2 separate regions of the Zea mays genome follow, and region 1 is linked to region 2. A link is a contact called in public Hi-C data. All regions are on one chromosome and are shown on one strand. The core of a region is the stretch at or near the end of the contact, and the rest is flanking DNA. Distances in the headings are between cores, read along the strand shown.

Region 1 (5,746 bases), core at 2,109-4,608, 150 kb before region 2:
TCAAAAGAACTTCTATTCAACGAATTGATTCTGTGACTAGTGTTGCTGCAACTCCCATCACAAGATGTCATAGATGATTCTGACTGGGACCTTGCAGAGGTCGGAGGCTTACAAAATATCTGCTCCAATTGGCGGGAATCACTTGAAACACAAATGAAACCCATCAAACTGCCATCTTCATCATAGAAAGGTGTATTGGTGGCAACAGCTGAAAATCTATGTCCTTGCTTGTTCTTAACTGGAAACTTCCCAGTCCAACTTTCACCCATAGAAATACGTTGGAAGATGTTATTTACCGCATTGTGGTCATGGGAATCAACCAGAAGCATGAGGGCATCCTGACCAAGGGCTTCTGATGCAGGATAGCCAAACAGATTCTCCGCAGACTGATTCCTACATAATAAGTAAATGAAAAAATATATGGTGAAACAGGAAGCACAAACAAGAACAAAATGGGATCAAGAACACTTGTGAAGAACCTATTGTGCTTATGTAGCAAAATTAAGAAGCATACATACTTGTCAAACCAAGATGTTTATCCGATTAAAGGGCAAAGCAGCAGCATTTTAAGATTTAAAAAATGACAAATAGACTGTCATGACACAAAGTGCATATTCTGTCAAAACTTACATAAGAAATGCAACTCAAAACGAATTTTGATCTTGTAGGGAGCTCCTGGTGCATCTTGTGACTCATCAATGTTGGCCCTCAAGCAAGCAACAACTACAGAGTACAAGCTCGTCACCAGAACCAGCTAAAATGGCAAATAGACTGGTGCATTTTGTGCCTTAACATGGTATTATAGTTATGCCAATATGATAAATAATGTAGTAGAACTTCAAGGTACAAGCTCGTCACCAGAACCAGGTAAAGTCTAGGCATCCCATCCAGCATTTCATTACTATGACTTCGCACAGATAATAAGTAATGACACATCTGTTGGCTTCATCTTCTACGCAAGTGTTATTGAATGGGTTTCCTGGAATCCATATAAAGCATCGGAGAGGTCTTCATCAGGGAGACCCTCTCTCCCCTATGCTGTTTGTGCTGATCATGGACGTGCTTAGCAGTCTTTTTAGGGCTGCTGAATGTAGGGGATTGCTGCATAGTTTGGAAGGGGCAAGAGTCCGTAACAGGCTTTCTATCTATGCTGATGATGTGGTCCTTTTTGTTAAACCCATTGAGGACGATCTGAAATGTGTTGGCTTGGTTTGAGTATCCCCGTGCAGCAGCAAGTTAGACAATTTTTTAAATCTTCGGTGGTCTCTGTTGTTGGGAATGAGACCAATACTTTTTTCTGGTCGGACAGATGGTTGAATGGGCAGAGGATACATGATTTTGGCCCTGAAGTTGTAAGTATGGTGAGTAGCAGGCCATTTAATTCGAGAACTGTTGCTCAGGCGTTGCATAATTGGCAATGGGTTTGCGATATCGTGAATCATTTATCTTTGATTGGTCTACAGCAATATTTGCAGCTGTGGGATGCTTTAAGTGGAGTGGTGCTTAATCAGGAGGAGGACAGACATGTGTGGGTGCACTCGAGCTCTGGAGTATTGTCCTCAAAATCTTGTTATTCGGCGTTGTTTATGGGAGCTATTTCTTTCCAGCCATGGAAATGGGTGTGGAAGTCGTGGGCACCCCCCAAATGCAAATTTTTTGTTTGGCTGGTAATAAGGAATAAATGTTGGACTGCGGATAGACTTCAGAGGAAAGGACTACCGCACCCGGTGGTTTATCCATTATGTGATCAAGAGCAGGAAACTATCTTGCACCTCTTGTGCTCTTGCAGTTTTGCTAGACAATTTTGGCATGTTATATTTTCAGCTTTGAGGTTGGGACATCTTACGCCTACTAGAGAGGCGGGCTCTTTTGTGGATTGGTGGGACAAGGTGCAAAGGAGAGTCCCCAAGCAAATCAGAAAAGGTATTCATAGTCTCATTATCCTAGGGGCCTGGTGTTTATGGCTGCATCGCAATAAGGCGGTATTTGATGGTGTCAACCCTTCATTGAGCACCATTCAGAGGCTTTTCTTGAATGAGGTGGAGTGCTGGTGTATGGCTGGTGCGAAGCAGCTCGAGAGTCTCGGACTTCTGGCTGCATTTGCTAGGGTCAGGGCTATTCCTAGTGCATGAGGTTGTACTGTTTTTCCTTTTTTATTTTTTGCCTGTTATGGCATTGTACTTTGGTCCATTTCGGACCTTTCTCTCTTTCAATATAATGATGCGTAGTTCTCCTGCGAGAAAAAAAAAGTAATGACACATCCTTACGTAGCTAGGGTTCTATAGGATGCCGACAGTGCAACAGATTGTCATTTGCACTACGCCACTGCAACCTCTATCACATGTTATTGATAGATCAAAATGACACAAAAGAATTGCTCAAGGGTCAAGGATTGCTATTGCAAGAGCTTCAATTACACAAGACTTACTCCATTGCAGGCACTAGAATATAATCAACATATCAAACCAGCAAGACCACTACTGCATTCCTTCGAATATTTGTCAAGCTCTGCAGGCAAGCAAATAAAAAAAAACACAGTGAAGCACCAGAAATCTAACCAGTATATGATCCTCCCGTCGAGGTCAAGAATGTGGACGGACTGCCCCATTGACTGAAGCACCCTGGAGTACTGCCTCTCCGGCAGCCTAGCGCTGGTGCTAGCGTCTCCAGCGCCTGCGCGGCCCTCCCGCTGCAGCGGTGATGAGTGCGGGAAAGACGCCGACCCACGGGCCCACGCGCGCTGCCCGCCCTCAAACCCCCCGGACAGCCGCCTACCTGGCGCCCCCGCCTTCGCCTTGGCCGGCGGTGGCGGCGGCACCGGCACGCCGCGCCGCGGCGAGACGGATTGCGAGCGCCGACGCTCCCCAGCGCCGGGTATTAGCTTAGACATCTCCTGCTTGAGCTGCGCCTGCCCAACCTCCAGTTCCCGGATCTTCTTCAGGAGTTCCTCCCCGCTGGAGTCCATCCTTGCCGCGGCAGAGGCTGGCTTCCTCAAAACCACCGAGGCCGCCTCGTCCTCAAACCACCGGCATCACCGACTTCCACGAGCGCCCTAGAGCTGACTCCGCCGCCGCCGCGTCCCCTCTCGCCTTCTCAGGGACGGCCCCTACGAGCTCGGAAGGCCGCTCCTTTCTCCGCTCCCGAGGCAGATTCGACGCAAACGGAGCAAAAGCTCGGAGCCTCCCGGTTCTCTGAGATCTCCAGCAGCGATCCCCCCGGGCAGAAACCGGCTAAATCGATGAAAACTACAATCTTTTCTGGGGAGCAGTCTTGCCTGTGCGTGGAAGAGGAGCAAATTGCTGTGGAATCTGTCTCGCTCACCGGTCACACACACGCATCCAGATGGAGATTGAATAAAATACAATAGTAGTAATAATAATGGCAATAAAAAACTGCCGGGGCTGCTTGCTGGTCTCCTGGTGGCATTTTATGCATCTGGTCTTAGTTTTTGTTTGATATTTTGTAGCCTTCTCAAAAAGTATTTTATGCCCATTTTTTCTGTTTCGGCAATTTTCAATTTCTTTTGTATATTTTCTTGGGTGTTGTGTTGATCCACACAGCGCCTGTCCCTGTCCCTATCCATCTAACTTGCTGCCAGTGCCAACCTGTGTTGTCATCCTTGACGAGAAAAAATGTTGGCAACTGGGAAATTGGTTGCTGCTATCACTGCAATTTTCGGATAGGCTCGGGATTATTTCTTGGCTTTTAACTGTCTAGATCTATACTATATTATGCTTGCCAGTTCTGTTTTGGTGCTCATTTATATGATTTGCTTTTGTTGCGTGTGGTGTGTAGGGTCCTTTTGTGGGTGCCTATACCACTCAACTGTCCCGGAACGGCATGCTTGCATGCCACAATTTTGGTCAGCTTTTTTCACATGTGTCTGTTATTAGTGTGACCTTTTTTTTCTTTTTCCCGTCTCAAAATATAAATTTTGGATAAAAATGGTAAATATGTATATAAAGATATAATTATTATACTTCAAACGAAGAGAACGTAAAAAGATACAACTAGAGTCTGGTAGTTCTATTTTTAGGTGTCTACTTGATTTAAATAAATTTTATACTTTAGAAGTGCATACTTTTGACCAAAACATCTAGTCATGTCCATATGCATTCGTTTGAGCCTTTAATTAAGCTAACTTTAAAAATAAATAGAAAGAGAGTATGATCCTAATATGATTTAATTCTTAAATTTTATAGTATAAAATTTAGAGTCCGTTAGAGTATGATCCTAAGCATGATGTAGAAGAAAAAGAAGATGTGCTAAATTTCTGGTTAGCCACCTTTTTTGGACTCTAGACATGTATTTAAATAAGGTCTTGTTCAATTATTTCCACCTCACATGGATTAGATATAATTGAAATTAGGAGGATTTTGACTTGTTTAGAATTTAATCTCACTCAATTTACTTTAATCCACATGAATTAAGTATAAAACAAACAGGCCCTAAGGGTGAATCAACACTCGAATTATTCGAGCCGCAGCTCAGACATGCCTCGTATAACTTTATTTGCTCTAGTTTTAAATAGTTAAAATAAAAAAGAGTGAAATTTAAAGCCAGTTGTGGTCTGGAAGCCTTGCCTGGTCTAGGTAGCTCCATCCGTGAGCTAACATAATAGTCGGTCAGATTACACTGCTTCATAAAGTATGGAGTGAAAAGGAACATGAAAAAATGAAAAGAGAACGATAAAAATACTACATAGCTAGTAACTGTGTACCTTTCGACAAGCAGGCTTTCTGCGAGGTTTCTATTTGAGCCCCTTGGTTTGGTTTTTATTTATATAGTGTTTTTTCTATGATTACAGTTACAATAGTTTAAACAGCTGGCTTTAGGCTGGGAGAGCTTTACTTCAAAATTTTCAAATCTATTTCAGCTTCTATCCAAACAGGTACAGCTCCACGAGCTCTAGTTTCAAAAAACTGAAACTAGAGGTCAATTTCATGAAACTTTTGAAGCTCCTCAAAGGGTGCTTCGAAAACACTGTTTTCATACATCCTCATGATAATTGCACAAAAATTGCCCACCATGTCATTGGTTACATGACCTACCGATTTAGGTATCTTTCTCCACCTACTAATCATCAAGGGTAATTAAGAAAAATCACACAAATTAATTGTATTATGGAAGCTAGAGTAGTCTATGTACATGCCAAACACTCTTGAATCTCGCCTTACCAATCTGTTGAAGTTGTTTCATTGTGAAGCTGTAAAATTGTCGGCGTTTCGACCTCGGGGGGTCCATGGACCGACGAGTAAATTGTCGCCGCGTGCCCCAGCCCAGATGGGTCGGCGCGAGACGGAGCGCGAAGGGGGGAGAAAGCCGGAGGGAGGCTGGCGTAAAAGGAGAAACCCGGGGCCTTCGTGTTTGTCCCGCGCCCAGGTCGGGTGCGCTTGCAGTAGGGGGTTACAAGCGTCCGCGCGGGAGGGAGCGAGAGGCCTATGCGCGCGCCGTCCCGTCCTTCCCCGCGCGGCCAACCCTCTGTAAGAGGGCCCTGGACCTTCCTTTTATAGGCGTAAGGAGAGGGTCCAGGTGTACAATGGGAGATGTAGCAGTGTGCTAACGTGTCTAGCAGAGAGGAGCTAGTGCCCTAAGTACATGCCGTCGTGGTAGCCGGAGAGGTTTTGGCACCCTGTTTGTGTGATGTCGTGGCCGTCGGAGGAGCGCTGGGGCCTGGCGGAAGGACAGTTGTCGGGGCTGTCGAGTCCTTGCTGACGTCTCCTTGCTTCCGTAAGGGGGCTGAGAG
Region 2 (5,677 bases), core at 974-3,473:
GTAGGGGACTTGGTATGGAAGACCGTCTTGCCTCTAAGGAGCAAAGACCGGAAGTTTGGGAAGTGGTCGCCAAGCTGGGAAGGCCCTTACAAGGTCATGCAGGTGATGTCTAGTAATGCCTACTTGTAGAATTACAAGGCAAAGACTTGCCCAAGGCGTTAAACAGTCGTTTCTTGTCACACCTAGGTTTTAGGGGTCCAAAACACGGGTGCGAAATAATCACCAAGTGTGTTAGGACCAAGTCTTACACACATGATGACTCATGGTACAGAAAAAATGTCACATCTTTACTATATAATAGGAGTTCTGTATAAAATAAATAAATAATTACATCATATGAAGACAACGATCCAGCAACCCAAAGCTGACTGGGAGACGACGGTCTAGACCTCTCACGAACACATCTCAGCATCCTCCATGCGCCTCATCCTGCGGTACCTGTTCTTGACTTGTGGGGGGTGTTAGACAGCAAGGGTGAGCTCACATATGTTCTTTGCTCAACAAGTTGTGGGGAATAATGTGCATAAACTCGCCAAAGGTGGGAGCTCATGTGAAGTGTAAGGCTTACCAAAGAGAATGATTAAAGCTGAGCATTGCTTTTAAAGTTGGTCAAAATTTTATTAGTAGTTACTAAGTGCAAGTAGATACCTAACCAGAGTAATAATAGATCAAAATTGATAACAACACCCGCAATGAATTGCATATGACAAATTGAATTTAATTCCATAAATTAATCATGCGAGAGTCCTGAGCTGCTCATGATCACGAGCACGGCTAGTATACTAGTTTTACACTCTGCAGAGGTTGTACCCTGTACCCACAAGTCGTGTATCCCATGTCACTAGGGTTAGCTAGACCCTTAAAAACTACCGAGGTGAATGGCTAGGGATCCACTACGAAGCCTTTACAAAGTTCCACTAGCTTCAGAAAACCCGCTACATTTTCTAGGAAGAGCAATGCGGGAATCCCCCATCTGACCGCCATCGCAGCAAAATCAACCCGGGAACCTCCCTACACGCCTACTGCCCTTGCCCCTATCGGGTAAGGTAGTCCTCCACTAGCTTTCCTAGTTAGTCAGCCAAGGGCGTCCCATTCCACCCTTGTGGTGGCACATGTTTCTCAAGTTAAGCTCCATGTTCCAATTAAAAATAATGATCTTGACATGAATAATAAATAAAATAATAGTATAATTGGAACATGAACATAATGTAATATTAAACCCAAAACCATATAGAGCAATAGCAAAAACTATCCAAATAGTTCAGGGGTAAACAAGGTAACAAGATAATCAGTCTAGGGTGACCTATTGGGTCCCATCAAAATTAAGCCTATGCATGAATAAGTGATAATAAAGAACATTATTGGGTAATAAAAGTGGTCAAGGGCTCAACTTGCCTGGGACTTGAGATTCCAGGTACCAACTTGCTCTTCAGGTGACTCGTGACCTCACTGTTAGTCATAGCAATACAGACAAACATGATATAGGCAAAATTAACATCACATCAAACATAAGTACAAACTGAATAATAATAATCTATGAGATGCTACGAGATCGTGGGTTCGAGAATCACTAAATTCGGAGCTACGGTTACAAAGATATGGCTTTTCCAAGATTTAGGTGATTTAATCAATGAAACTATATTTTATGTTGATTAAAATAAATCATGTGAGAAAAGATATAACTAACTCCAATTTTAATATAGGTTATAACCTGATTAGAGGTCATTCGATAGTTATTAATAGTCATAGTCGGACTACTTTGATAAAATATTAATCTACTATATAGATAGGGTAATTAAATAACTAACTAAAAGAGTAAGTGATATGACAACGGGATGTTTGTCATAGTGTAGTAAACTTTATTACAAATCTATCACAATTTGAATGAGTCAAATCGGAGTTAAAACGAGAAAGTTATGAATTTCCTAAGTTTATCATATTTATTTTCATTCTAAAAATCATTTTAGATTTTATTCTCTGAGATTACCAGACCGGTGGATGGCGGACACAATTTCTGAGTTCACCAAGGTCTAACCTACAAAACTCAGGGCCTTTCTAAAATGATTCCATCACCATCAGGGATCGCGGGTTAATTGTGGAAAACCCTGAGGACCCATACTGCAAAAATACCACGCGGATTCAACGTGCTCGGCTCTAGGCCATCCATTTTAGGATCTAAGGCCCAGATTAGATGGACTACCCTAGCGAACCGGTACGTGATGTGAGTCGTTGGATCAAGATCCCATGGCTGCGGTTAAATAGGTCCACATAACGAACCGGTATGGAATGTCCCCCGTAGGATTGCCAACCGACGGTGGCGATTCAAAATCATACTATTAAAATCCTAACCGCACATATCCTGATCTAGGGTCCCCAATTCACCCCCGCATCATCCGATCACGCACGTCCATCAGCAAACAGATGACCCACATAAGATTTGGCCGAACTGCACACTGGCTCTGATCATGGCCGTTGGCGACCAAATCAGCGGTCCCGGCACATCTTCCCCACCCCGATGCGGCAGAGCGGGGGTGAACAGCACCCCGCGGCAGAGCAACTCGCCGGCACACCCCGCCCGACGGAGACAGGGCCCCAAATCCTACACCAACCCGTGCTACACGCAGAGGAAGACGAGGTGATTCGAGAGGAAGGCTTCTTACCATGAGTCAATGCTTGGTTGCGGCCAGCCACGTACAAGGCGAAATCACGGCGGAGGGGAAACGACGGCGAGAAATTAGTGGCCTCACGGTGGATTTCCCCGCAGTGGAAGGTTGTGGCCAGTTTTGGTAATCACCACCGATTGTCCAAGGGCTTCAATTCGGCTCCACAACCGCCATGGCGAGAGCAGAGCCAACGGCGGGCCTTTCCCCAAGCAGGCGGTGATGAGGTTAAAGGGGTTAGGACGCACGACCCAAGCGTGGAGTTCATCTGGCTTCAGATGCGCACCCAGGCACAGTCTTATACACAGGACCACTCGAACTAACCGCCAGAGATCCACGGAGATCCACGACCGGACCTCGGGTGTTAGTTGAGCGCGCATCGGGATGACAACATGGGCCCCGCCAGTCACAGAGAGAGGCACCACAGGCACAGGAGCGCCACAGAAGGGAAGGACGCTGGCGAGTGAGCCCCGGCCGGCAGTGGCACAGATGCGTGCGACGCAGATGTTGGGCTGGCAAGGTGAGGTGAACCGGTTGAGCAGAATCGTCCCATATGTAGCCTTCTTTCTTTTTTTGTTTTCTTTCTATTCTCTTCTCAATTCAATTTTGAATTCAAATCTGTTCTAAATTTAAGTTCAAGTTTAGTGCACCAATAAAACTCCAATATGATGTGCAACAATTATATTAATATATTTAGTTGCTTTATTTATTATATTATTTTATTTTAGATAATGCTTTTAACATGAAATACACATCACATTTATTTCAATAGTATATTATTTCGGGTGTGTAGTCAAGTCAAAAGGTATATTCTGAAGTTCATATCCCTTTGTCCTGATAGAAAACATTTTTCGATTGTCTAATCTTCATTAGGATATGATTAGCTAATCTTATTTTATTATGAGCATTTACTTCATAGAGGGTGAATTCTAAAGTTCAGTCTTTTTCAAGAGCACCTATTTTGATGATTATATTTATTATTATTATTTCTATCTAAAGGATTCCCTTAAATCTCAAGTTAAGATTGAGTGTTACAAATCCTACCCCCTTAATAGAAATCTTGTCCTCCAGATTAATAAGAAAGGGAATGCAACTAGTTTGGTTTGTAGTCTATATTTTAGTTTCTAATTGGTTTTAATACCAAAAGTTTTTTTACATCACAAATTATTAGGTGATTAGGAAAGCAGGGGTATATATACGGGTATAGCCACTTCATAAAAGATGTGTTTAAAGCATAGATATGTTTGGGTAAGAAAGAGTACGGTAAGGAAAGGCTCCATCCAAGATTGTGGATCTTGATTCCTTTGAAGATCTGACTTGAATCTTATCCTACCTTGATTTGATGAGGTCGATCATCTTCGATCTTCGGCCTTAGAATCGTCACCAAAGTTAGGGATATATAATTAAGATGACTTGTAGATAAGAACAGATGATTAGTGGGTAGGTCATATGGAATGAGTGTACTATGGCATAATCTAGCTTCCTTTGGGGTCTAGCGTGACTCATATTTCTCTTTAATAAGATTGATCTCTTCCTACTTGAGCTTTGGTGTCTCCATCCGGGTTTGGGACAAAAGATTAAGATAGATCAGTAGGTAACAACTAGGCAGAGGGTTTAGTAGGCAGCTATATGCTAGATGGGATTAGTTATGTATCCTGTTATGTAGGTCAAGTGGTTGGGTATGGCCGAGTCGATCTAAGTCACCAATTTAGGCTTTAGTGAATTAGGAGTATGACCTTATCCTTTTGTACCAGCATTAAGTAATTCTCACTAGATTGGATCATATTAGCTTATATCACATTAGATTTTATACTCATATTTAAGAATATCATTTAGTTAAGCATATCAAGCTGATTTTATCTGTATGAAATTCTAGTATCTGTATTTTTTTATCTAAGTAGAACTTCCAATTAGTATATTTTTATACACCTAAAATTCTTCATGCCATTAGCAGGTGTGGCATAGAAAACAAGGGTAACTCAGGTTTTAGCTATTAGGTGAGTGTGGAGAAGATTTGGAGGATAAGGGAAAGTTAGGTAAGGGAGACTTTTATTCCGGGTGGTGGATCTTGATTCATCTGAATATATGTTTCTACTCATATCCTTCATTGTCGAGGTTAACCTTCTTCTTGGGTCTGATTCAGGGACCATCCGTCATGGTGTTAGATGCCATTATCTGAGTTGGGGTAACAATTGCGGGTACATGGGATAGGTAGGTTAAACATAGTTTTACTTCGCTTTTGGGATAAATGGGTTGGGCAACCTATAACATAGGCTGGGTCGTGGTTTCACGGACGAGTTGGTCTAAGACACCAATTTAGGTTTAAAACCCATTTATAGGAATATGGTCTAATCTATGTTACCAGTATTAACTAACTTGTTTAAGTCACTCCCTTTAGATTGGATCATATTAGATTAGGTAGGGTCTAGATTAGATCGGATATAACTAGATTAGACTAGTTTAAGTTAAATAGATCTACCTGGTAGGACATATATTATTAATATATGTTAGAATCTTTTGAGATAGGATGGATTATATGGTGTAGGTAAGTCATAATCTATGTTAGGTTAAAACAGAGGGGTTATGCAACCATCAGATGTTTAAGATAGTTTCACGAGGCCGAGTTGGTCTGTTGTTCTTAATTTAGTGCAGAGTGAATTAAGTTAAAACATATTTTATAGGAGTAGAGTCTCATTTATTTCATCAGTACTAACTCTTCTATTAAGTAATTTACATTAGATTAGCTCAACTTAAGGTTAGCCTTCGTTAGGTTAGATTAATCTATCACATTAGATCAGATCTAGGTTAGATTGTTATGACTAGATAGACTAGATAAGATCTCATTAATTTGGATTAGATCATGGTTGTTACTTTAGGATAAGTAAAGTGGTTAGGATAAGATAATTCCTTCAAGATAAGATGAATCTATTAAGATAAGAGAGAGTCTTTTAAAATAAGATGGATCTATTAGGCTCGATATATTCTAGTGGGGTATTCTTAGTTGGTCTAGTTTATCT

What was found. A called contact is a pair of places that touch in the nucleus more often than the background predicts.
Region 1: a Hi-C map of bundle sheath shows a contact between it and region 2, with 2.3 times the contacts expected there. The contact joins the promoter of LOC100501094 here to the enhancer-like site in region 2. A contact is called at or near these places in 2 of 25 Hi-C or Micro-C datasets (bundle sheath and leaf).

Annotation. Positions count from the first base shown.
Region 1 is chr1:151,487,258-151,493,003 of Zm-B73-REFERENCE-NAM-5.0, reverse strand. It overlaps LOC100501094 (protein kinase domain superfamily protein), which reads right to left and starts at 3,358. Exons shown (of 13, transcript NM_001195915.1): 1 at 2,559-3,358; 2 at 1-393. The coding sequence starts at 2,965.
Region 2 is chr1:151,332,342-151,338,018 of Zm-B73-REFERENCE-NAM-5.0, reverse strand. No RefSeq gene overlaps it. Among protein-coding and RNA genes, the nearest start is that of LOC118476060, 30 kb to the right of the region's middle. Within about 2 kb of position 2,223, at least 20 of the 20 cell types and tissues checked have an H3K27ac peak or open chromatin away from gene starts, as enhancers often do. A contact at or near this core is called in bundle sheath and leaf, where this site is marked.